Regions from separate parts of the Gossypium hirsutum genome. Here region 2 is linked to region 1. A link is a contact called in public Hi-C data. All regions are on one chromosome and are shown on one strand. Each heading gives the region's core, a stretch centred on a gene start, on an enhancer-like site or on the middle of the called end of the contact. The rest is flanking DNA. Distances are from core to core; before and after follow the strand shown. Region 1 has its middle 32 kb from the start of LOC121207798. Region 2 has its middle 48 kb from the start of LOC121206583.

Evidence for each region. Hi-C and Micro-C count contacts between places; a contact is called where the count stands out from the background.
Region 2: a contact with region 1 is called in a Hi-C map of leaf, with 1.8 times the contacts expected there. The contact joins two enhancer-like sites. A contact is called at or near these places in 7 of 34 Hi-C or Micro-C datasets (callus, leaf and petal).

What each region holds. Positions count from the first base shown.
Region 1 is chrA01:48,619,322-48,622,021 of Gossypium_hirsutum_v2.1, reverse strand. No RefSeq gene overlaps it. Among protein-coding and RNA genes, the nearest start is that of LOC121207798, 32 kb to the left of the region's middle. Within about 2 kb of position 1,256, at least 5 of the 9 cell types and tissues checked have an H3K27ac peak or open chromatin away from gene starts, as enhancers often do. A contact at or near this core is called in leaf, where this site is marked.
Region 2 is chrA01:48,740,025-48,742,724 of Gossypium_hirsutum_v2.1, reverse strand. No RefSeq gene overlaps it. Among protein-coding and RNA genes, the nearest start is that of LOC121206583, 48 kb to the left of the region's middle. Within about 2 kb of position 1,279, at least 7 of the 9 cell types and tissues checked have an H3K27ac peak or open chromatin away from gene starts, as enhancers often do. A contact at or near this core is called in leaf, where this site is marked.

The DNA.
Region 1 (2,700 bases), core at 7-2,506:
CTCTTTGACGCGAAAAAACCCATTTTTTAGGGTTTCTGAGCATTCTAAAGTTTATAAATACATATTAGAAGAGGAATAAAAGAGAGCATGCAAAGAAGAATGAAGAAATTACTCGAAAAACGTCGTCGGAATCAACTCAGAAGCAAGATTTCCTTCAAGATTGAAGATCTCCAGTCAACTTCTCTAAAAGTTTTTGGATTTCTTTATATTTTGTTGTTTTCCTAATTTTGAGATGTTTTCCTCCCAAAGTATGAACTAAATTCCCCAGATACCTGGGAAGATGAAACCTATGATGGATCTTGTTATTTAATTTTCTGAATTACATGATAAATATTTGATTTCTTGATCTCAATTATGTGTACTTATTCCATATTTTAATGTTTTCGGGATATTAATTCATGATTGATGTTCTTATTTAGTGGAGCAAAAGTCCCTATTTAAGAGTAGATCTGCCATAATTGAGTGAAGTTGCATGCAATCCTAGAAATAGGAAGACATAAAACTACCAGATTAGAGTCAAATCTAATAAGGAAATCCATAGATCTAGTTAATGCGACAATATGGGTTTTAACTAGAAAGAAATTTCAATGAATCAAACTAGAGTTAATTATTTCTACTCTTGAAAGAGATATTAATATAATTTATGGATTTCTACGGATCAAGGAAAGTGAATAAATCATTTAATTCAGATTTAGAATAATAAGTGAAGTCTAGGTGGAATCTTTCTTGAATATTGTCTCTCTCATTGGTTTATTCGATTATTTTCTTATTGGTTTATTCGATTATTTTCTTACTTTATTTTCTGTCTAGTTCTTAATAATTAGTTTAAATAATTTTAGATTTAAAACAAACTTCTTCAATTTACCAACTAAATAATAGAAAGATAGTAAGTACTAATACTTTTAGTCCTCGTGAATACGATATTCTCGACTCACTAACTATACTATTATTCGATAAATGTGCTTATCTTTATCATAATTTTAGTTAATTAAGTGAATCATCATCAATAAAAAATATAGACGTAGATCCAACGAAAATGAAAAGAAGAAATAAAATAGTTTTTGCAATTCAAATGAAAATCAAAAAAATTTCAACAACCTGAGCAATGAAAAGGAAGAGCAAATGTTGTTTACCGACCAACTTCATTATTATTTTGTAATATTAATTTTTTATTACATTGATTCATGGTGTGTTCACTTTATTAGCTGTTATGTGAACGTTACCCAGCTGTCAATCTCCCTCTCACTAGGCCCCACGCGCTGTTCACTCTCCCTATAAAGCACCACCCTTTCCCAGCCCTAGTCTCCATTCAGATTTCTAATATCTCACCATTTTTAGAAGAAAAATCCCAAAATTTTCAGCTTTTCTTCTCTTCTAGAAATGGCCCAAGTTAGCATGTTGAAGGCTTTTTTATTGGCTTTTGTAATGGCAATCCTAACCGTTGCCTCGGCGCAGGTTAGTGAGGCGCCGTCACCGTCGCCAGACGCTGGAGCTGGATTCTCAGTCGGAGTTTCTACCGCCGCCATTGGCTTCTCTTTGATCGTTTCCCTTCTTGCTTTCTTCAAGCATTAAATTGAAGGGCTTGTTTGGCTCTCCTCTCTGTGTGGCTTTCTTTTATATATATATATATGTATGTATGTATGTATTTATGATACCATTCTTTCTTCGTTAAATTTATTGTAATGAACTTGATTTTTTGAATAAAATGCTTCCGTTATGATTTATCTTTTTTATTTTTTTGCAAGGTGAAAGAAATTATTGTTATTTAGCGCAGTAAAAGCAAGATTCCATTATGGCAGTGAATTTGAACAATTTTGACAAAAAGTAATTTGTTGTAATTTAAGTATTGAATCCAAAGGTTGTTTTAGCCTTAAACAACAAAATGTATATATTAATAAATAATGAGGTTTTGGAAAAATGGCATGTCAAAAGCGTCGGTGACTCGTTTCTGAACAATGACCATGAACTTTCAAAGTTGGATTAATGGAAGATATATAAACGTTTATGTTGAAGGGTAAATAGTTTTCACAGTAATGTTAAAATCGCAGGACAATCTTCCCCTCTTCCTCTACACTATTTTAGGAATAAAAAACAAGCAACTTTCTCCTCAAACCATTTGTGATATAATCTTCTGTGGGTACACAGTTTTATTGTGTCAACCATTGAATCCTGCTTAATGTCAATGTTTACCGGCTAGACTTGAGAAAAAATAATTAATAGTACAATAATTTAAATAAAAATTTTTATTAGTTTTTTTTTTTAATTAAGAGATTAAAATATAAATTTATTGATTTTTTAGTGTAATTTACCCTATTTTGAAAATCTTAATTTTCAAGTTTTTTCCTGGGAAATAAGAAAGAGATAAAGTTTATAGCCGTTTCCTTTTGCATTCATATTTTCAGTAGTTTTTTTATTTAATTTTTGTACTTAAAAGAAATTAAAAATTAAATTATTTAACTATTTTAAATTAAAAATTCTAGTTTAATATTAACATTGTAAGTAAAATTTATCAATATTAAATATTGATTAAGTTATTCTCATATCATGTTAAGTTGATAAATTTTAATAAAAACTATCAACAATGATAATGGTTGTACTAGAATTTTTACTTAAAAAAATAAAAATTTAATTTTTAAAATATAAGTTAAGTATTAAGAGATGAATTTTTTATTTTTGCAATTAAGACATTTCAATTGATGT
Region 2 (2,700 bases), core at 30-2,529, 120 kb before region 1:
ATCATATTCCCAAGAAAAATAAAAAGAAATGGGTCAAGTTAGCATGTTGAAGCCTTTTTGGTTGGCCTTGGTCATGGCTATCTTAACCGTTGCCTCGGCACCGTGGCCGTCAGGAGCTGGAATCTCCGTGGGCATTTCCACCGCTACTATTGGCTTATCTTTGATTGTTTCTCTTATTACTTTTGTTTAAACATTAAAATTTGAAGGGCCTGTTTGGTTTTAATTTTGTTCTCACTGTAAATGTATTTATGAAATAAACTCAGAATTTTTAATCAAATCGGTATGAGTGTAAATTCAACAAATATTTAATTATTGAATCAGCTGAGATTGGGCTTCCTTTTTACCATTTCATTTAACCTTAACTTTTTACTGCACCGCATCCACGCTTTGATGTAAATCTGCCCCTACTAGCAATGGTTTTAGATAATATACACAGCAACTCAATTAAAATTTGTTATACCTTTTATAAGCGCGAGATAAGATGATAGGATTTAAATTTGTATCATTTAAATATTAAATTAAATTTTTTAATATTTTTTAAAAAATTTCTTAAAAATATTATAAAATTATTAAATTGAACATTTTAATAATAGTTCAAAGATTAAATTAGATATTAATCTTGACTTAATATACCATAACGGACAAGTGATTAAAACATTATAAATCAATAATATTAATGATTAAAATGTAACTTTTCATATTTCAATAGTAAAAAAATTTACTAAAAGTTAATAATATTTTTATAATTTACTCTTGTATTATTATAATAATATTCTTTCTTTATTTTTATTTTTAAATTTTTATATAAAACCAATAAAAAGCATACATAATTTTTTTCATCAACACTCTAATTTAATATTTACATAAATTATTAGTCGAAGCATCGGTATCGTTTTCTAAAGTAAAAACATCGCCGTATACTAACCTTTTTTTTGTGACATTAGATTAAAACGCAATAATATTTCTGAGTTGGGTTAATGCCAAGATTAGGTACACGTTTGTTTCTAAAAAAAGACTGTCGTTATTACCCTTTGTGACCATCGAAAGTTGTCGTTATTTTTTCACCAAAACAAAAAACAGTTGTCGTTATTTAATGGCGTTTATTTTACCCTTAATTTTCAAATGAAAATAATATTCCCTTTTTTCCTTGGGAAGTAAGAAAGAAATACAGCAATTAAAGTTTGTAGAGCAAGCATGGACCTTCTAGACCTTTTTCAGTCCCATTCATGTTTTCACTCGTTACCTTAGCCTTCTCCATTAAGAATGATGGGAGGCCTAGCTGCCGCCACGGTATACCAATGCTGCACACGGCACATGGTGTTGGTTAGGGTTTCACATTCATACAAGAGAACATGCCGCCAACCGACAATTACATTTTCAAACCTTGAAACAACAGCTATCATTGGCTACGTGTCGGCTTCAAACTTGCCGTTGTCCATTCTTTTCTCAATCATTTCATCAAACACCTACCGCCCACACTTTTGAGCTGTTCAAATAACCCCCCTTCTACAAGTGCTTCCACTTCATTTTTTTTTAGTTCATCTACCAAACCCTATATTCTTTCTATATATATGAAACCCCCACACCTTGAAAGGTTCGTATTGCATACAAAATTTGAGTTTTTATTGTTCTACCTTGAAAAACATTGTATAATTTTCTTTGTTAGTTTTCAGAGATGGCGAAAGTTTGCTTCTCTAAAGATATTTTGATCATGTTTATGGCTGTTGTACTCTCCGTCGCCACCATTGTATCAGCTCAGGACAGTGCAATGGCGCCTGCACCGTCAATGGACACTGGATCTGCCTTCTCAATGCCGGTTACTGGTGTTACCGTTACGTTGTCTCTTATTATTTCCCTTCTTGCTCTTTTGAAGTCAGTGAGTTACATAATTTGAGTGGTTGGTTGTGTATTGTATTGTAATATATGGGATTTATTTCTATTATATTATTATTATTATATTTTTTTTGTATCAATAATTTTTTATTTGTAATTAATAATTATAAGAAGGTTTTGGAATTTTCTGCAAATGGTATCTTTAGGTTGACAGGGTGCTGCGCCCTGTTAAACCCGTTAAATGCGTCTGTCGGGGTGTGTTTTTGCCACTCGCCCAATTATTTCACTTTATACTTTTTCGAAACAGCAGATAAATAATAGGTAAAAATATATATCTTTACATTTTGTCTCTATTATGTAAAAAAAAATTAATTTATGTATATTAAATTTAAAAAATAAAAATTAATTTATTTATATTAGTATAAGGTACACATGACATACGTAGAAATGGATGAATTTTTTAACGGATTAATTTACTTTTTAATATAATATATATGGACTAATTTATTTATTTTTAAATAAATAAGGTAAAATGTAATATAACTTTCAATATAAGAGCCTTTATGATACTTTTATTGTAATAATATTTTATTAAACACTGGTATTAAAGCTAATAACTACATCATTACCATAGCTACTGGGGCAGCGCATTCGACCCCTAAAATAGAAAATTTCACTATTAACTTTTAGAGTTTACAAGATTTTAATTTAATAAATAATAAAATTGTACTTTAATCTTTTAAAATAATAAAATTTTGATCTAATCTTTTAAAAATTATAAAGACATAATCTATTAAAATTATAAAATTATATTTTAACTCTTATAAAAAAATATCACTTAATTCTACCTTCACCTCACCTTACCTC